7 separate regions of the Mus musculus genome follow, and regions 1, 2, 3, 4, 6 and 7 are each linked to region 5. Evidence: chromatin contacts called from public ChIA-PET and promoter capture Hi-C data. All regions are on one chromosome and are shown on one strand. Each heading gives the region's core, a stretch centred on a gene start, on an enhancer-like site or on the middle of the called end of the contact. The rest is flanking DNA. Distances are from core to core; before and after follow the strand shown.

The links. Promoter capture Hi-C pulls out the DNA fragments that hold promoters and counts their contacts. ChIA-PET counts read pairs in DNA pulled down with a chosen protein or histone mark.
Region 1: a contact with region 5 is called in a promoter capture Hi-C map of liver, with 3 times the contacts expected there. The contact joins the promoter of Pfn1 here to the promoter of Mpdu1 in region 5. A contact is called at or near these places in 8 of 39 promoter capture datasets (the 3T3-L1 cell line, the C10 cell line, cranial neural crest and 4 more), 7 of 484 Hi-C or Micro-C datasets (CD4 T cells, CD8 T cells, Th1 cells and 3 more), 5 of 115 datasets of contacts at active chromatin or transcription factors (Th17 cells, large pre-B cells, memory CD8 T cells and 2 more) and 1 of 9 other capture datasets (liver).
Region 2: a contact with region 5 is called in an RNA polymerase II ChIA-PET map of memory CD8 T cells, with 24 read pairs. The contact joins the promoter of Ndel1 here to the promoter of Mpdu1 in region 5. A contact is called at or near these places in 1 of 39 promoter capture datasets (pre-B cells) and 1 of 115 datasets of contacts at active chromatin or transcription factors (memory CD8 T cells).
Region 3: a contact with region 5 is called in an RNA polymerase II ChIA-PET map of memory CD8 T cells, with 10 read pairs. The contact joins the promoter of Rpl26 here to the promoter of Mpdu1 in region 5. A contact is called at or near these places in 1 of 39 promoter capture datasets (cranial neural crest) and 1 of 115 datasets of contacts at active chromatin or transcription factors (memory CD8 T cells).
Region 4: an RNA polymerase II ChIA-PET map of memory CD8 T cells shows a contact between it and region 5, with 7 read pairs. The contact joins the promoter of Psmb6 here to the promoter of Mpdu1 in region 5. A contact is called at or near these places in 1 of 115 datasets of contacts at active chromatin or transcription factors (memory CD8 T cells) and 2 of 9 other capture datasets (liver and pancreatic islet).
Region 6: a contact with region 5 is called in an RNA polymerase II ChIA-PET map of memory CD8 T cells, with 68 read pairs. The contact joins the promoter of Rnasek here to the promoter of Mpdu1 in region 5. A contact is called at or near these places in 6 of 39 promoter capture datasets (the C10 cell line, erythroid cells, fetal liver and 2 more), 2 of 484 Hi-C or Micro-C datasets (cerebral cortex and pre-B cells) and 1 of 115 datasets of contacts at active chromatin or transcription factors (memory CD8 T cells).
Region 7: an RNA polymerase II ChIA-PET map of memory CD8 T cells shows a contact between it and region 5, with 186 read pairs. The contact joins the promoter of Per1 here to the promoter of Mpdu1 in region 5. A contact is called at or near these places in 19 of 39 promoter capture datasets (the 3T3-L1 cell line, 3T3-L1-derived adipocytes, the C10 cell line and 13 more), 7 of 484 Hi-C or Micro-C datasets (B cells, CD4 T cells, CD8 T cells and 4 more), 13 of 115 datasets of contacts at active chromatin or transcription factors (the NIH/3T3 cell line, Th17 cells, bone marrow-derived macrophages and 9 more) and 4 of 9 other capture datasets (adipose tissue, embryonic stem cells, liver and 1 more).

Annotation. Positions count from the first base shown.
Region 1 is chr11:70,653,395-70,656,094 of GRCm38.p6, reverse strand. It overlaps Pfn1 (profilin 1), which reads left to right and starts at 1,445. Exons shown (of 3, transcript NM_011072.4): 1 at 1,445-1,746. The coding sequence starts at 1,615. It also overlaps a transcript of Eno3 not described here.
Region 2 is chr11:68,851,880-68,854,579 of GRCm38.p6, reverse strand. Ndel1 (nudE neurodevelopment protein 1 like 1) reads left to right here and starts at 1,445. Exons shown (of 9, transcript NM_023668.3): 1 at 1,445-1,638.
Region 3 is chr11:68,900,168-68,902,867 of GRCm38.p6, reverse strand. Rpl26 (ribosomal protein L26) reads right to left here and starts at 1,302. Exons shown (of 4, transcript NM_009080.2): 1 at 1,244-1,302; 2 at 426-598. The coding sequence starts at 593.
Region 4 is chr11:70,524,091-70,526,790 of GRCm38.p6, reverse strand. Psmb6 (proteasome (prosome, macropain) subunit, beta type 6) reads right to left here and starts at 1,434. Exons shown (of 6, transcript NM_008946.4): 1 at 1,296-1,434; 2 at 839-906; 3 at 366-497; 4 at 118-247. The coding sequence starts at 1,394.
Region 5 is chr11:69,661,340-69,664,039 of GRCm38.p6, reverse strand. It overlaps Mpdu1 (mannose-P-dolichol utilization defect 1), which reads left to right and starts at 1,391. Exons shown (of 7, transcript NM_011900.4): 1 at 1,391-1,571. The coding sequence starts at 1,469. It overlaps Mir1934 (microRNA 1934), which reads right to left and starts at 997; the gene lies at 915-997.
Region 6 is chr11:70,238,447-70,241,205 of GRCm38.p6, reverse strand. It overlaps Rnasek (ribonuclease, RNase K), which reads left to right and starts at 1,354. Exons shown (of 3, transcript NM_173742.3): 1 at 1,354-1,550; 2 at 2,192-2,268; 3 at 2,736-2,759. The coding sequence starts at 1,473. It overlaps Gm40191 (a long non-coding RNA gene), which reads right to left and starts at 2,195. Exons shown (of 3, transcript XR_879979.3): 1 at 2,012-2,195.
Region 7 is chr11:69,097,618-69,100,317 of GRCm38.p6, reverse strand. Per1 (period circadian clock 1) reads right to left here and starts at 1,369. Exons shown (of 23, transcript NM_011065.5): 1 at 1,310-1,369.

The DNA of each region.
Region 1 (2,700 bases), core at 196-2,695, 990 kb before region 5:
CTTGCCTCCACCCTAGGGTCCCCACCTGTCGTGGCGTCCCTGTCCCGCCCCTCCTCTCTTATCTCCTGCCGCTCCCTGCGGGATTTTTCCACCCCCGGGCAGGAGGCGCGCAGATCAGAGGTCAAGGGATGGCGGGCGCAGGCCGCCACGTGCCCCAGCGCGGCCCCGCCCGTGACTCAGCCACGCGGCTGTCGAAGAACCTCGGCTGGGGGGCGTGGGGAGCCAGAATTTGGGGATGAACGTCAGGGAACCCAACCCGGCTCCAAAAGGCAGCGAACCAAGTACTTCCACTGGGAGAGGCTGCACACCCTGGCGCCCCTCCTCCGAGGGACCGGAAGCGGCCGAGCCCCTCGGAGGCCAGGGTCCCGGGTGACTCCTTTACTCCCTCCAGCCTCAGTGGCCTGCCATTCGCCCCTAGACCTGCTCGGCGGCGAGTGAGCTGACCGCACATAAATACTTAGCAAAAGTTTTTCTGGAAAAGAAGAAAGCCCCAGTGCGTCCAAAGTAGAGGGGACTTTCCTCTTCTTATAAAAGTTGTCATCCTTGGTACTTTAGTATTCTTCCGCCTTGAAAAATGAGTCCCGTCGTGTCACCCGGGTGGCGCCCCTATTCAGTGACCTCTGTAGACAGGGTTCAGGCATGGGGCGAGGCTGAGCTGGAGCGGATCCAGCGAAGGGAATGATTCCTCGGGAATCTAGGGACGCGCTCGAATGAACCCAACGTGTGCGCTGTACATGGCAGACGGTTGGGACAGGTGCCCTGGTTGGAGAGACCTTTAGTACTGAAAATGACTAGAGTATTATATCGATTTCACTTTTGCTCCCTTATCGTTTAGATAAATGTGGAGAAGGCAGCAGGGCCCAACCCGGGGCGTCTGCCCGTCCCGACTGCTGGGGACGCGTCTTCCCTCCTCGGATGGTCCAAATGTGTCCCGCCAGGCGCGCGCTCACGCAGCCAAGCCGCTAGCCCCAACCGCCCCACGCGCTGGCTTCTCACTGCCCCGGCGCAGGCGCGGGCGCACGCGCCGCCGCCCGCCGTTCCTTCCCTCCCGCGGAGGTGGGGGTTGGGGGGTGGAGGAATGATTCGGTTTAACCCTGGGTTCCCCGAACCCACTTCAACTTGCTCAACCTTACTAATTTTCTTTTTTTTTTTTTTTTCTTTTTCTTTCCCTGCTTCCTCTGGCTTCCTCCTTCTATAGCCAAGTGGTATTCAGGATGAATCGGAGCGAGCCCTAACCTTAACCTCTCCTGCCACCACCACTCTATATAGCCTTTGGCGTGGCTTTCCATCGAACTCGGCAAATTTTGCAAAGTGGGGGGAGGGTTTTTTAAAAATTGCATTTGCAAAAGTTCGCTATCTGGCCCGGCGGGGGGGGGGGGAGGATGGAGGGAGGGAATGGGGCGCAGGCCCCGCCCCGCCGCCCTTTGCAAATAAAAATCTAGAGGGGGGGGGGAGGAGCAGGAAGTGGCGGTGCGAGGGCTGCTGCACAGCTAACAGAGCCGCGTTCCGGACGGCAGCGCGTGCCCCGAGCTCTCTGCCTTCCCCCGCCCGCCAGCCCGAGCCCGAGCCCGCGATCCCAGCAACAGCCCGCAGAGCAGCCCCAGCAGCAGCGCCATGGCCGGGTGGAACGCCTACATCGACAGCCTTATGGCGGACGGGACCTGTCAGGACGCGGCCATCGTAGGCTACAAGGACTCGCCCTCCGTCTGGGCCGCCGTCCCCGGGAAGACCTTCGTTAGCATTACGGTACTGCGAGGCTCGTGCGGTCCCGAGCAGTGACCGGCCTTAGACCCTCTGGGGGACTGGGGTGGGGGCGGGCGCAGGCGAGCGAGGGCAGCGGGAGGCCGTGATCCGGTCCTCTCCCATCGGCGGGGCGAATGGCGGCTGCGTGAGACTGGCTCCCTCTGTGGTTCCCCGGGCTCTACGCCCCTCGGCGGCGGCGCCCATCTCGCCCGCCGCCCCGCTTTCTGCGACCGGGCGTTACATCCGGGGCCCAGGGCGGGGAGGGGCGCGGCGGCCGGTGCGGCGGCCCACTTCCGCCTCCTCCAGGGCGGGGCGGGCACGCGCTGCAGTTTTAGCCCGGGATTATGATTGATAAGGGGCTCCGGAGCCTGGACTCCCCTTCGGGCCGAATGCTCGCTCTCCCTCCACCATTGTTCCCCCTGACGCTGATGGGAGCGCCAGGCGCGTGGCCTTGGGCCCGGGCCGGACCTCGGTAGCCACCCTGCCCCTCCCAGCTCCGTTAGAGAGGGCGAGGCCGCCACACACACACACACCCCCCAAGTCGGCACGTTAGCCTCAACATTCCTGGGAGGCCGATTCCGGAAGTCCCCTCGCCCTCCCTTCCCGCCATCCGCCCGGGCCCGGCGTAGGGGAACTTTGTGAGAAGTTCTGAGACGGTAAAAGTGAAGGAATAAGGTTGCTGCTGTCCCTACCACCACCTTCCCTGACCACACTGCCCGGAAGTGGGGAGGGGGAGCGGAAGTTCGAATGGGGGGAGGGGATTTCCGGGCGGGAGGGTACCGGATATAGGGGTTTGGGGGTTTAAGGGGGAGAAGGAGAAAGGTTCTCTGGGATGTCTAGACTCACACACAGACTAGTCTCCTGCCCTAATAAACTTTTTGAACTTAATTAGAGAGCCCCCGGGGTCAGCTTCCTTATCTTGGGGCATAGCTACCTGGACCCAAACTCCAGGTTACC
Region 2 (2,700 bases), core at 196-2,695, 810 kb after region 5:
TGCTTCCTTTTGAGACTGTCATCTTCTTTACTGATTTATTTCCCATGGATTTGGTGTAATGGAAGGAGGTCGGGCAGTTTGCTGACTCTAGGGTACTATTCCAGCCTCTGGGCCAACGAAGATCAGAGCAGGGCCTTTGGCTTCTGAGGGCTCTGCCAAGCTAAGCCCATTCATTAAGAAGGGGATGATGCCAGTCCTAGGGGCAGAGCAAATGGGAGGGGCAGCAGCCTGGGAGATGATGTCACTGTTTTCTGAAGGGCCTGGCCAGCCATTAGGTGACTCAGTGTGTTTCTTAGCACCTCAGCCAGGAGGCAGGACAGAAGCTGTGGCCTTTTTATCTTTTCCTGTTTGGGTGGGACGGTTCCTGTCTTGGCACCGGGTCTATAGGAAAGCCTTCATTAATCACTTCTCTGCCTTAAGTCTGATTAGATTGAGCAGAGTTTCAGGTAGGGAAGCCAGACTGAGTTTCAAAGCTGTTCCAGGCCACTGGCCTGTAAAGCAGACCTTTTTTTTTTTTTTTTTTGAGTCTTATGTTACAATATAGATCTAATGATTCCAGCTTCAAATGTTGTTGATGGTTAACAGTAGTGTATGGAAGGCACTTTAGCCCCACGGTCTAGCCTATGTTTCCCTTCTTGTCAGCGTAGTAGTGGATAACAGTGTAGCTTCTGAGTTTGAATTTGCGCTGTAGGTGAGTGACCTTGGGGAACTTCATCTTGCTATTTCTTACTTGTAAATGAGAGTGACGTGGGGTTACTGTGACAAAGCAATGCACCCCAGTGACTGGTACAACTACGGGCGCGACAAACCGCACAGTGAACTCATAATCTCTTTTTAAAAACCCTATATCCTTCATAGTGTAGTTCAAGACGCTCTAGACCCCAGTAATCTTCCTCTGCTCATCAGTTTGGGTTCTCCTTAAAAATCCATCTCGCACCGTTTTTTGTTTATATTGACCTTTCCCAACCGTATACGTGGGCTCACCTTGTCTTTCTTAGGCTCAGCATATGTCTTATGCTATGTTGTTTTGTCTTCAAACTTCAAAACCAATCCCAACAGCACTGAAATAACAATTACATTGAGCATGAGACAGCTAAAGTTCCTATAGTTGTTCCCCAAATGCCTTTTTTAAATTTAAGTTTCTAGTTCCAGGACAGTTGTGTATTTCTCCTGTCTCCTTCGTGAGCTAGTACTCTATACTGGCTTTATACTGGCTTCCCATTTTAGCCTAGGGAACTACTCTCCTGCGCAGCACAGCTTCCGGAGACAGCACAGGGCTAAAAAACCCACCTCCTTCGGGGGTCCGGGGCGGCGCCTGCGCAGGACGCTGTCGCAGATCTCACGTCAGCGCGCAAAGCCTAGGTCGGCTCCACGTGACTCTGGCCTCCCACCGCTCCGCCCCGCACGCCAGCCTGCTTCTGCGCATGCTCTTGACTCCGCCCCCGTGCGTCACAGAATGGCCTCCGACACCCAGGGAGCCCCTGACGTGTCGGGGAGGAGCCCGGTGCGGGGATACGCGGAGTGGAGCTCAGGGCTGCGGAAGGGAGCAGAGCTGAGCGGCTGGGCGGGCCTGGCCAGGCCAGCGGAGCAGAGACGTCGGCCGAGCGGCGGCGAACATGCGCTTTTGACACATTGGCGGTGAGCTCCCGTGCGACGCAGCCTCTGGGGTTCGAGCCAGGCGGGCAGCGCCGAGGCCTGCCCCGGGGGAGCCTGCCTGACCGCCGCCGGGCTGGGGCTCAGCCCGCTGGGCCAGGCCGGGCTTGGGTTCTGGGGCGGCCCGTACCGAGACAACTGTTCCAACCGCTTTAACTGTCCCCTCCTTACTGGCGGAGGTGTGGCCCACCGGGGGCACCTGCGGGAGAGCGAGTCCCGGGCTTCCAGAGGAGGGACGGAGGCCGGGACGTGGCACCGGGGGCTGAGGCGCTGACGGCTCGAGGAGTGGCCCAGTTGGGGTGGCGGAGGCGCGCCCAGCTTCTCGCTCCACCCATCCTTGATTCCCTGGAGCTGCCGGGGTGGTTAGGAGCCGGGCAGGATCTTGATTTCCCAGCGCCCCAGATGCGGGAGGCGAGAGCAGGAGCAGCCCGCGTTGGCAGAGACTGGCAGTCTCGTGACTGCCTGCCCCGAACTGCTAATCATCCTCTTTGGAGTTGGGGAAAGTCTCACTAACCAACCGACCCCGGTTGCTTGGATTCGCTTCTTATTTTTCTCTGAGAAACGATGAGGTGACTAACACTTTTAAGTTTAAGGCGAGTGAGGGTCCTTTTCATTACCCGGGCCCATTCCTGTAGCGTTTGTAAACATTTTAGAACATTTGCTGTTTGTACTTGCGACGGATACTGTAAGTCACTTTTTGCTGGATGGGGAAATTGAACCTAGGTACAGGAGGTTGGGGCAACTGAGTGATTTTTATTTGGGTTCCACTAACTGGTGAGAAGTTTAGCTTGGGTTACAATTTACCTTTCTAAGCTCAGGGTTCTGGTTTCTGTTTTCATGAGATTTTTTTTTTTTAACTTCTTCAGCCGGAAAGAGGACTGAACATTGGACTTGTTAAAGATAATACCAGAAGTTACTAGATGACTTATTTATTTTCGAGTAAATTGACCAAAAAAACCAAAAAAACCCCAAACCAAACAACAACAACAAACAAAAAACCCCCAAAAGCTCAGTTACTAGAAAAATCTTATCCTGAAGCTTGCTCAT
Region 3 (2,700 bases), core at 53-2,552, 760 kb after region 5:
CCCATGTCGATCCTCCCAAAGAAGTGTTTCATTTTATTAAGTATTCTTAAAAAGTGTTAAGATGTGCCAGTCTCGAAGTGCACACCCTTTATCCTAGGGCTCTATCTTATCTCTTTTCCAGGTCAGCCAAGGGCTACCTACACAAAGAAACCCACCCTGCGTTCTTTTAAAGACTTCCAGAACTTACCAATCACTAGCTATAAATTACAGCTACAGATAATCTCTCCCCAATAGAGCTAATAGAACCCCACACAAAGACATTAGCAAACCGCTGAGGCAGGACCAAAAAGCACACTGCTTTCCAGTTCTTTTGATGCAAAGCAACCCTTTCATACATCAAATGCAGGTTTTCTCACCCCCCCCCGCGCCCCCCAAATAATCGTAAAATTCCATTCAGCTTCGCCTCGCCAAGCAAGGACACATACCTGAACTTCGTCATCCTTCCGAATGGGCATAGACCGAACGTTATACTTCTGTCTCAGCTCTTTGGAAAGAGGGGAAGACATGATCTTCCTCCGAATGTGAGAGGGCGCATTGAAATGCCGTTTGCGGTTCTTGCTTCGGTCAGAAGTCACGAAGGGATTGAACTTCATTTTGGCTTAAAAACAAACAAAAAAAACAAAAACAAAAACCAGAAGACCCTTTAACGTTTCAAGTCTCAACCAGTTCCCTAAACAGCATCAACTCCACTCTGAAAGCACACAACGTTCACTGGAAGGTATCATGCTCGGTTACTCCAGACCTTCCCATCTGAGGGTTTTTTCGTCTTTAAAGACTGAAAACAAGATGAAGACTCTGCCATTAGTAACACCTATCCTACTTTTAAACTTGACTTTCCAACTTCAGCATCCCGGGAGGGTCCTACACAGCGTCGGTCTTTACCTTCTCATTTACCGCTTCTGGTGCTCTGCATTTTGCCCCCCACTTGAGCATGGAAGCAAGGGCGGATCTCCAAGCCCTCCCAACTGGCGAGAGGGCAACCGCACGGCTGACCCGGGGCTTATGATTATTTAACTCCATCTCCATGGGCCCCGCCGGCCTTCGAGTCCACGAACCTGGTCCCCTTAACCCTCTCCAGCCCCGCGGGCCCTGGCTAGGAAAGACACGGACCGAGCCCGCCCCAGTTCGGCTCCCTGGCTGATGCCGGGCCAGCAAGGCCGTCTCGGGGCCTCGGGACAGAAAAGCCTCCTCGCCTCGCCGCGGATGGCTGCGGATTACCAGCGACAACCCGCCGAGAACTCACCGGCTGCGATCCACCGATGGCCGCAAAAGGAAAGAGAACTACACGCGACTTCCGGTTCTGTAAGTTGCCGCGAGATCTCGCGAGAGTCTCGGAGCGAAAGGGGAGAGGAGGTTGGGAGAAAAGAAGAAACTAGGAATGGGAGTTTAGCGACATCTAGCGGCTCGGAGGGGGACTGCGAGGGGTCCTGACGTCATCCCTCGGAGGTGTGCGTGGTAGGCTTAGTCCTCTGGGGAAGGCAGTGCTCCTGGGATGAAGAGGGTTGCTTAGGGACGGTAGGCCGGCGTGAGAGGACCTGGGGGACCTCACCCTTTCATTCCTGGGCTCCGGGCGAAGCGCAAGACCTACTTTTAGGCGCCGAGTGGCTCTGGGACCTTGGCCAGACGGTTACCTCGGTGACTTGACCCATAGGAGTTAGTTCTTATAATTAGCCCCAGCCGGCCGCCCCCACATCTGGGTAGACTACTCTGGGTCCTTCTGCGAAATTGAGACCATCCCTCACCTGGACGGAAATAGGTCTTGGCCCCCTGATGATGCCAAGTTGCCGGTTCAAATCACACTTAAACAAACAGACCCGAGGCCAGATCCCCCGGAGCTCCCGGGGACTGGACCACCAACAAAAGATTACAGGCTCCGGTCACAAACGGGGCAGAGGATGACCTTGTTGGACATTAGTGAGAGGGGCGGCCCTTGGGCCTGAGGGTGTTCCATGCCCCAGTGTAGGGGAATGCCAGGGCGGGAAGACGGGAGTGGGTGGATGGGTGGGGGAGGTAAGGACAGAGGGGATGGGATAGGGGAGTTCCGAAGGGGAGACCTGGAAAGGGGAAAACATTTGAAATGTAAATAAAGAAAATATCCAATTTAAAAAAAAAAAAAAGGAAAAGCCGGCATTGGTGGCGCCTGCCTTTAATCTCAGTACTTGGGAGGCGAGGCAGGCGGATATCTGAGTTCGAGGCCAGCCTGGTCTACAGAGTGAGTTCCAGGACAGCCAAGGCTACACAGAGAAACCCTGTCTCGAAAAACTGAAAACATGAAAAGAGAAAAAGAACGGAAGAAAGAAAGAACGGAAGAAAGAAAGAAAGAAAGAAAGAAAGAGAGAAAGAGAGAAAGAGAGAAAGAGAGAGAGAGAGAGAAAGAAAGAGAGAAAGAGAGAAAGAGAGAGAGAGAGAAAGAAAGAAAGAAAGAAAGAAAGGAAGAAAGAAAAGAAAGAGACACGGGGTGGGGGGACACTCTCATCGCAGACAGGTGTACCCTTTAAAACTATGACCTCAACCCCCTCCTGAGAGTTCTCGGTTCCAGATCTGATGGAGGTAGGTCAAGGGGATCCGATTCTCTGCAAATGGGTTCGGAGGCATCGGTTTCTGTAGATAATATAGCCGTCATGCTAACAGGAGGCACATACTGTCTTAAGATACAGGGAGCTTACGGAACACTAGGCAGGACACACTCTTCTATACCCT
Region 4 (2,700 bases), core at 185-2,684, 860 kb before region 5:
ACATGTACCCATAAGGATACATGCATACAGGACGGACAGACAGACAGACAAACAAAATGGCCGAAGGGGTGGAGCATCAGAGGTGTGACTCCAGTACTCTGGTGAGGAGGGCCTGACCTGCCCTCCTTCTTGAGGGTCCCAGCCTGCAATGATGATTCCTGCCATCAGATCTTCTCTGTACCGGTAACACATCTCCTTAAAGAGACTGGCGGCTGTGTGGACTAGTGGAGGCTCGTTCAGTTCAATACTAGAAGGTGGGGTTGGAAGATCACAAACAAAGCAATATCAGGATCTGGAGTCAGGCCTTTTAGTGCCTTATGTTCCAGAGCCTTCAGGGTCGTTGTTCCTCCCCTGCCCACAAGTACCTGTGGAAACCAAGCTGGTAAGTGACAGCGTCTGCCACTGCTTGGGTATCAGCGGCTGAGCCTGAGCGGCAGCAGAAGATGTGATCGTGGATAGGGGTCAGCTTGTCAGTCACTCGATTGGCGATGTAGGACCTGCAGGATGGCGGAAACAGTGAGAAGGAGCCCACTTGCCTCCCTCCTCCACCACATCACCGTCTACTCCCTGCAGCTCCAGGGATACAAATACTGCTACCACCTACTAGTCCTCATGGAAAATGAAGCCGGATGAATGGAGAACAGACCTTTACTGGTAGTTCACCAAAGGGTGAGGGGGCCTGGAAACCACAGAATTAGGAACAAGTCCTTATTATCTCCAGGTAGTGGAGAAACTTCTCTTGCCACAGTGGTCTGAGGAGGGTAAGGATGGGCTGACAGGCAGGAATGGTATATGTTTGGAGTAGGGGAAACGGGAAGACTTTCTGTTTTGAGCTCACCCAGTGGTTGTCCTGGAGTCCGCTCCTAGAACCACGCCCCCATTAAACTGCACAGCCATGATCGTGGTCTGGGAAGAATAGTGTAAAAAAGGTAACTCTTTTAGCCTTACCGCATTCTCGAGTATATACCGACCTCAATAATTCTTCACCCGGATTTTATAATGCAAAATTCGTGCTCCGCGAACCTATTATCAAATCTTAAGGGGGCTCAACACGTCAGAGAATATAAAAACTACAATCTCCAAACCCCAGGATTCAGACTCTTATGCTTCAGCCTACTGTTCACCTCTCATCACGAAAGGTATCACCCCACGCCAGCATTCAAGGAATCCCTCTCCCTCTCGCAGAACACAGCGCTCCCCCCCCCCCAACCCACTCAGTCAAACCCACTCGGGCTTCATGTTTTTCCTCCCGTCAGGCCTAGTACATGTCTTCCGAACTCTGGCTCTTTCCTCACCCCTGTGGAGACTTCCCGGTTTTCCCAGTCTGGGGTGAGAGCCTCCGGCCCAAAGGCCGGTGCAGACCCCGCTCGACGAACAGCTAAGGCGGCCGCCATCTTCCTCTGCTACTCTGCCACAAAGCAACCGTCGTAAAGCGCTCCGTCACTCTCTTTAGTCCGCCTCTGTGGCCTTCTGGGAGCGAAGCTGCTTGACGGCAGAAGGGAAAAGACAGAGGTAGGAACTCGTCGTTAGAGTCAGTGGGCACTTTACGGCAGTGTGTCAAATTACCAAAAAAAAAAAAAAAAAGAGGCGGGTCTAGGAAGGGGGGAAAAGGGCGGAGCCTCTTCTCAAAGATTTGCCTCACCAGAGGCTTGTGGCTCCCGGAGGCAAAGGATACTTGGAAATGAAGCCTAATTTACATTATAAGGTTTTAGGTGTGTGTGTGTGTGTGTGGGGGGGGTCGTTTGTTTGTTTTGGTAACTTGATTGTATAGTCTGAAGTATGTGGGTTTTGTAAATAACAACGTTGTGTCGCAATGTTAACAGGTTGGATACACTATAACCTGATTGGTGTCCTAGTTCAAAGAACCCACAAGATAAGAGTACAAACTGGAATGGTCAGGTCGTGTTTTCAATAGTCCGGGGTACCTACTTCCCGGGTCCCACAAGAACTTTTGAAGAAGCTACAATTGTTTTTTGGGAGCATCTATACCCCTTGACAATCACCCCTGCCATATCTGAGGGTTTCCACCGTTACACATTCTCACCTATGTATTATATTTTTAATACATTTTAAATCGTGCCATTCGAGCTGAGACGAAAAGATGGACCATCTAGAAACTGCCATATCCGGGGATCCATCCCATAATCCGCTTCCAAACGCTGACACCATTGCATACACTAGCAAGATTTTGCTAAAAGGACCCAGATATGGCTGTCTCTTGTGAAACTATGCCGGGGCCTGGCAAACACAGAAGTGGATGCTCACAGTCAGCTATTGGATGGATCACAGGGCCCCCAATGGAGGAGCTAGGGAAGGTACTCAAGGAGCTGAAGGGATCTGCAATCCTATAGGTAGAACAACAATATGAACTAACCAATACCCCCCCTGGAGCTCGTGTCTCTAGCTGCATATGAATCAGAAGATAGCCTAGTCGGCCATCAGTGGAAAGAGAGGCCCATTGGTCGTGCAAACTTTATATGCCTCAGTACAGGGGAACGCCAGGGCCAAGAAGTGGGAGTGGGTGGGTAGGGGAGTGGGTGGGGGAGCGTGTGTGGGACTTTTGGGATAGCACTGGAAATGTAATTGAAATAAATACCCAATAAAAAAATATGGAAAAAAAAAGAGTCATTACAATGAAGAAATCATTTCTTGTCTAATGAATTATGTAGGTTGGTTCTTTATATAAATACTTGGGCCAAC
Region 5 (2,700 bases), core at 142-2,641:
GACCAAATGCCTTCATTGGTTCATCCCTCAATGTCCTGTGACTGCTGGTGAAGCTGCCAAAATTCCCTCCTCCCTCTGGGGCCAATGGCTGCCTAGTCCCTTACAGAATGAATCATTCCGACCTGACACCCTGTTGCTGACCCTCGGGGCGCAGCTAGGTACAACACAACTAAAATATGAGTAGGTGGCTGTATTAATTTATTTCAAAAGTGGTGACTGAACAATGAGATTCCATGTGCACTGTGGCCGGGGCTAGTTCACTGAGGAGCCCACTGGTGCAGCCGACTTCTATGAGGCTGTGCTACGAGGAACAACTTCAGGCCTCGCAAACACATCCCCGAGTACCAGAAGGAGAGGGAGCGGTGGCAATTGCAATCTGCCCTTGTCCAGATATAAAAAGGGATTTTTCAGACAGCCACCCACTGTACCAAAGTATAAATTCTACTGTTTATAGTAGGACATGGTTCAACGGATGGGAGCCAAGGATGGGTGCCTTTCCAATTTAACAGTCCCATGAGGTTACAGAAATTCTTGGACCAGAGCCCCCACACAGCAGAGGTACATGTGACATTATGCCCTGACCAGCAACTACATTCCCCTCACCCCCAAAAACAAGGAACTGAGAAACAGTTTAGGAATGCCCTACAGCCTGAACCAAGAGTAGGTGTCCTGGCAGTGTGGTGGAATGTAGATGGCTCTCTTCGCCTAACCCTAGGGGCCCTTTCCCAGACAAATACTGGAATTTTGCTCGCACCCTCTGGGTTCCCACCTAGACACAGCAGACTGAGGTCCCCTGTTGTGTCAGGGGTTGCTCTCCTGCAGCGGAGCTCGCCCCTTACGGATGGCTGTGAGCCACCATGTGGTTGCTGGGATTTGAACTCAGTACCTTTGGAAGAGCAATCGGCGCTCTTAACCGCTGAGCCATCTCACCAGCCCCACCGTCATCCTCTTAACATCTGGACAGAGGACGAAGCAGGGGACCAGAAAGAAGGCCCAGCTCGGAATGGCTCTTTTGCGGCTCTATTCCCTCTGGAGAAACCAAGAGGAAAGATAAAGAGAGCTGCAGTGCTTCTGCTAGCGCCATTTTGAAGACTCGAACTCTTTTCCCTTTCAACTTCAAACACTATCAAGTTGGCCGAGATTAGACAAGATGGCGTACATGCAGGGGGGACAGGGCGAGGGGGCAGCATGGACCTTGCTTTCAGAACAAGAGCGTAAACAAAAGTGAGGAAGTCCTAACAGCGCAGGCGCCAAACGCGGACACGCTTTAAAATTCGAACGTCAAGGCGCGCACAAAAGCCTGCCTGGGAAGGAGACCTGTGTCCCCTAGAGGAGGCGGGCGAGCATCACGGAGAGGGAAGAGCAGCCCTGGCCTCGGGGACAGCAGGGCGGGGTGTGCGCGGCGCGCATGCGCGGCGCGGATAAATGGCGGGGGTTGTCCCGCCTGGCGGAAGCTTAGCTTTCCAACATGGCGGGGGAGGCCGACGGGCCGTTCAAAGGGCTGCTGGTGCCAATTCTTTTACCTGAGAAATGTTACGACCAGCTCTTCGTGCAATGGGACTTGCTTCATGGTGAGTTTTATTTCAGCCTTCAAGGTCTAGCTGGAGCAGCCTTGAACCGTAAGTTGGCGTGACAGTGGCGATTAATGTCACCGCGAAGCTGGGCAGAAGGCGGTTCTGACGAGGGCGGAAGTGTTTGGGGCCCTGCATAGGAAAAGTGCCATATTTGGGCATGAAGGGGTGTCTCCCGAAAAAAAGTTAAATTTGTGTTTTACAATCTCGGAAGTCTGTACCCAACCCTCATCCCTTTCTGGGCTGGGAGTCGAACTCAGGGCGGCATGTGCTACTCTGCTAACCAGGCTCTAGCCCCAGGCTGGAAAACTCGGAGCTTTTTTGTCGTACCCCCCCCCCCCCCCCCGACAGGGTATAGCTCTGGCTGACCTGGAACTCGCTCTGTAGACCAGGCTGGCCTCGAACTCAGAAATCCACCTGACTCTGTCTCCCAAATGCTGGGATTAAAGGTGTGTGCCACCAATCCTCGGCGGAAAACTCGTATTTTATAAAACAAAATTAAAACCCCAGCCAGGCATGTAGGCCTCCTTTCGCCCCAAGCACTCAACTGACAGAGGCTCACAAATTTTTTTTTTTATCCCCTCTCTCCAGCACCAGCTTCTGGAATTTACTATGTGGCACAGACTGCCCTTGAACTGGCAACAGTCCTCCTGCCTCAGTCACTAGAGTGTTGGGAGTATAGCACTTTTCCTTTCCTTTTTCTTTACAAAGGCCTTTGATAAGCCTTCTCCATCTCTCTATTCTAAGTGACTTTTGGCTTACAATAGTCAAGACGCCTTCCTGGGCCAAATGCCCACCAGGTCAAAGATTCAGTGGTAGAGAGATTGCCAGGATCAGGGTTTTGTAGGCAGCAGCTCAGCTCACTCGCTGCAATCTATTGAAAATCAGCCCTGGACACAGGGTTTGAAAGAAAAATGTTTTTTAAAAAAAATTAGAGAAATTGCCAGGAACTGTGGCCCACACCTTTAATCCCAGCCCTTGGGAGGGACCCAGAGGCGGGAGTTCAAGGACAGCCTAGGCAACTGGATGAGTTCCAATACAACCAGGGCTGGCTACACAGAGCAGCCTTGTCTGGAAAAACCAAGATAAGAAGTAAATGATAGGGGCTGGAGAGATGGCTCAGTGGTTA
Region 6 (2,759 bases), core at 105-2,604, 580 kb before region 5:
CAATTGTTCTGTGGCTGCCGTCATTAGGATGGGCACACCAATCTCAGTGCAAAATTCTTTTTCATCACTGGCCCTAAGCTGGAACCCCAGCCCTGGAGGGGAGGGAGAGCTCTCTAAACATCTCCAATTACCGCCAATACTTACTACAAATGTTTCTTACTAGTGGAGTTACCAAATTTCTCCGGTGGAGAGGAAGGCCTAGTCTTATTTTTACATTTATGGGGCTTTGAATGAGAATGGTCCCATAGGATCATGTAGGTGAATGCTTGCTCAACAGCAGTGGAACCCTTTGAAAGGATTGCAAGGGCTAGGAAGTGTGGCCTTGTTGGAGGAAGTGTGTCACTTTTTTGAGGTTTCAAACACCTATGACAGTCAGTCCTGCTCCCACCCCCCACCCCCAAATCAGGATCTAGTTCTCAGCTACTGCCCCAGACCATACTGTGTATGCTGCCACGCTCCCCCCACCATGAATAATGGAGTAAATTTCTGAAACTTTAAGCACGCCCCCAGCTAAATCCTTTGTTTTGTTAAGAGTTGCCGTGATCATGGCGTTTCCTGACAACACTGGAACAGTGGCCAAGTCACAGCTTGTGTCTTGTCTTACTCAAAGAAGCAGCAGGAATATTTCTGTTTATTTTCTCCTTTCTCCAGTACACTTAGCAAGGCCGCTTTCCTTCGTGCGTCCAATGAGTCTGCCTTTCCTAGTCCCTTATTTTTCCTGAATGTAGCATTTACAACGATACTGCATTTCAAGTGAAGCATTTGCAGGATCAAGAAGTCAACTATTTAAAAGCGTCCCTCAAAGCAGGATGCTTAGCCTCAGGAGGGGACTCTTCTATTTTCTTTTCAAAGTGTCAAAGCATCTTTCAAAAGGGAGACCTGGATAGAAGCGATAGGCCGGCACATCGAATCTCCAGGACTCGCTTACCGGTTTTCCCATCACAGAAGACCACCCAAGACTAAGAAGGTATGTAAGGATCCAGACGGCCCCAAGCTTCTTGTCCTGACATAACAATCCTAACACAATTCAACTCAATTGTGGACTCCTTCCTGACACCAGGTTACAGCTGGTTCCTGGTCATGTGATCCAACAAAGTAGGTCACGTGAGAAGCCTGCTCCTTCCATTCCAAGCCGGGGTAGGCGACAAGTGATAACACTCAGGCCCTAGCGTCTGCACCACTCAACACTTCTGCCACTCGGTTCAAGCAAGACTTGTAGAGTTTCTGCTTCTGTTTCCGACACCGTGTCTCCTCTCCCCAAGCTTGGCCCACCACGCGTCACAGCGTTATCTTCTGAAAGTCACCCCTCAGAGTGGTCGGCGCCCGAGGCCACGCCCCCCCCCCCCCCCCCCCGTCGCTCTGCGCCGCGCAAGTCCCCAAATCCAGCTCCTGTCCTAGCATTTCCAGGGTTCCCTCTCCCGGCTTCTGTGCTCCGCTCAGTCTCCAGCGATCCCTCCCTACCTCCGCCCTCCATGGCGTCGCTCCTGTGCTGTGGGCCTAAGCTGGCCGCCTGTGGCATCGTCCTCAGCGCCTGGGGAGTGATCATGTTGGTGAGGGGACTAACCCGCGAACGGGTCTGAGGGGTTCTGGGGTTGAAGGGCTGGGACACGAGGAACCGCAAGCCTTAGGAAGCAGCAGACTGATTAAGGGGCTGACTAAATAGCCGCTGGAAAACGAGACGGAACTCAGATCCAGACAACTGGGGAACTGGAGCGAAAGGGTGCTGGGGCAGGACCCTGGGAATGGGAGCCAGCTCGGGCAAATTTGCGGACTCCCCAAGGTAAACAAGAGCGAGGTCCCTGAGACTTGCGTGAGTTGAATGGAGGCGAGGGTGAAGTGTGCTTGCCCCCGAAAACGGTAGCTGAGGCCTTGCTTCCCCAGGGCCCTCAAGGCCGCCACTTCCAGAAATATGAAGTGTTTCATCTCCATCTGCTCCCATGATAATGACGCGCCTCGGAGAGCTGTTTGCCATATACCTCCCTATACCCAGTCACTCTTCCCAAGGTCCTACCTCACGCCCTGTTCCACATGGCTGAGTCCGAATCCAGATACAACCACCAGATACAACTAGCCCTTTCTAGTTCATCTCTGGCGCAAGTGTTGGGCCAACATTAGACAGGGGAGGAGCCTAGGGAGCGACCAAAGAAGTAAGGTAAGAATTTGACAACCTATCTATTCCTTACTCTTCCAGATAATGCTCGGGATATTTTTCAATGTCCATTCTGCTGTGTTAATTGAGGACGTTCCCTTCACAGAGAAAGATTTTGAGTAAGTGGTCGGGTACTTGGGCGAGTTGGGCGTGGATGAGGAGTAGCATGGTTTGGGTTTATGGGGAGGACACTTCTGAAGACTGGACATTTGTGGCCCTAGGTTGGGGACTTCAAGAAGAGGGCTGCTCTCTACAAAGTAGTTGGGTGGCAGCACGCAGGGTCCTAGTTTCAATCCCCAGCGCGAGAGACAGAGACACAGAAAGGCATGTACTTAGGAGCAGTCTTGCAAGCCACGTTTCCATGGCTACCCAAGCCCACCAGCTTAGATGTGGCCTCTTCCAATATTTTGCCTTCCTGCTCCTTGGTCTACCTCTGTAAAATGGTTACCATGATAGAATTCATTTGGTATGCTTCTTGGGAAGACTAATAGGAGTTAAAGTGCTTTAGCATGGTGTCTGATGCATAGAACTTGCATATTGGATGCTCTGAATGGCTGACATTTCCCTGCTCGCTCGCCACCTTCAGGAACGGTCCTCAGAACATATACAA
Region 7 (2,700 bases), core at 120-2,619, 560 kb after region 5:
TAGGCCATCTCTTACACCCCTTGCCAGTGTGGAATGAGTACAGCCTGAACAATCGACTAGAACAGTAGCTGAGGGTCAAAGCTTGCAGGTTTCCTATGCCCAAATTCTCATCAGGTCCCCACCTGGTCTGGGACTCTGAGGCCTCGGAGCAGGGGGTGAGCTGATCGCCTCCTATATTTAGGCTTCCGGGCTAATTTTATCCGGGGGCGGTGCCACCCCCGCTGCACATGCGCGCCGATGTGCCTGGCCCCACCACGCGCTTCCGCCACAGCCGCGGTCGCCAGGGAAACCGACGTCAGCCGCTGAGCTCAGCGGTTGCTGGAGGGACCACAGGAGGGCAGGAACGACTCCTCCCCCAATCCCCATCTTCGTGGAAGTGGGAAACAGACCCAGTCCTATACTGGCCAACACACCCTCATACTGGCTAACAAGGTTCAGGGCAGCGGGGAGGAGAAGAACACCCACCATAACAAATTCCCAGGGCCCAAAGAGCCTAGGAGCCATGTGAAGAGTAACAAACTAGAGGAACTCCAGGAGCAAGTCCTAGCTTCCCCACTCGGCCTCTGCTCTTTGTGGAAACGCCCCCATCCTCGCTCTTGCCTCGAACATTATTCTGATCAAGACACTGCTTTTCTTTCTCAAGCCCCTGCCCACTCCCAAACACCAGGACTGGAGTTACCACTTGCCATAGGCAACGACTCAGGCATCTTCCTTCGTCCCTTACTTTTCTAGTTAACCCTACTACCACATAGATAGGGGACACACAACAACCAGCATATATAGTTTTTCCTCTACTCCCTGTCTAACCACACCCCCATCCCAAGTATTTTCTGAGCGCCAGGAGAAAAGGGAAGGAAGGCTGTGGCCAACAGCAAGAACTAGCGCTGAGAACAGGATGTTCCAGCCTGAAGCGGTTGACATCACGACCGGCACGAGGCCAGGAATTGGAGGGAGGAAGACAGGGAGCGCAGAAGCCTGAAGGGGGTCTTTGGGCTAGGGCAAACCCATGGACTCCCGAGTGTCGAGCAATGTGTAAAGGGGTCGTGTTCGCTAAAGGTCTCTTAGGTTCAGGATGGCTGCTCTGGAGGAGCAGAGGAGGAGATTAGGTGAACGAATAACAAACGCAGACAACCCGTGACGGGTTGAGTTGAACACCTAGGGCCCAGGGGCGGGGAAGGGTGGATAGTGACAGGAAAGGCAGATTATTGTTTTGCTCTCTGAGAGCTGAAAGCGACCCATCACGTTGGAAGTAGTGGCGGCCAAGCTCCGGGACAAAGACTAACCCTAGGATTGCAGCAGGGATCCCTACCTGGCCGTTCGAGCGCCCTCCATCCGCTTGCCGTTTCGGCCCGCAACCCAGAAGCTCCGCGAGGCTGGGAGGCGGGTTGCATAATGCCAGGCCCTGCCCCTCATTGGCCTTCTGCCCGAAGAGCCGCAGGCCCCGCCCCCGGTTGGCTAAGGATCTCTTCCTGGCATCTGATTGGCTACTGGCCCCCACTGAGGTCAGGGCTGTGTCACACACATCCCTGCACGTGGACTTGGGTGCTGGTGCTGGGCTGAAGGGCCTCAGACACCGCTCAGTCAGCCAATGCGATCAGGATGTCTCACACCGTCAATAATGAAAGGGAAGTGAGGGAGGGAAACTACCCCTTTTCAGGGAGGATACCTGGGCCACAGGAAGTGCTCAAGAGAAACCTACTTCCTAAACTGACCAGCTTGGCAGAACAAGACACCTGTCCTGGTGCCGGGTGAATGAAATGTCTGCTACCCAAGGGAAGTGGGAGAGAGAAAAACCTAGACTGACATTCCCTGGCCTCTCCCCAGCCTTGTTATAAAGAATCCAACCCTTTCCTCTGACCCTTCAGATCCTGAGAGAAGGGCAATTGAGGGCCCACGTGTCGTTAAGGGGTGAGTGGGTGATGGAAGGATACGGACAAACGGAAAGGACAGGGAAAGCCAATGGCTACTGTGAAAGGAAACAAAAGCAGGTGCTTCACTAGCCAATCAGAGAAAAGGTCTCCAGGAAGCCTACTTGGTGACTAGTGCTGCCTCTGCAGAGGATGCAGCCACCCACATTTAGGGCTGCCCCAAAAGTGGGGACCAGGAAGCCAGTACTACAAAAGGGGCAGCAGAGAGGGCAGTTGCAGCAGTAGGCAGAAAAAGGATGGGTGGCTGGGTGGCAAGGGCTTTTTATTGGGCTTTTTATTCCTGCTGCTTAGAATACAAAAGCCAAGGTTCATGAACCCAGCAGCAAGCCCATCTGTCTCATTTACTGTATTCTCAGCAGTAAGGTAAGTACGTCTCAGCGTCAGGACTGACAGTAGATGCTCGGTAAACAGGATGGCTCTGTTTCTATTAAGGATAGGTAGGGGAGAGAGAGCCTCAGGAGAGGAGGCAACAAATTATGTTTTCAAAAGAAAAGTAGAGCATTGATTCATAAAAAGAGAATAGAGACTCGATTTTGGGGAGGGGGGGACAACATGCCAGTCTGGGTCCAGGAGAGCTACAGTGACAGAGTCCCCTTCCCTAGGCCTGGGCTGAGTAGTTCTCAGGCTTCCCTGCAAACGTAGGTGGCAAGTGAAGAGGCCAACACGCAGCGGCTGACATAATCAGCTGTTAAGTGCACGCCCCTCACTGTCACGTGGCTAAAGCTTTCCTTAACAATGGTGTTTCCCTTAGAGGAGGCGGGCGAGACAAGGT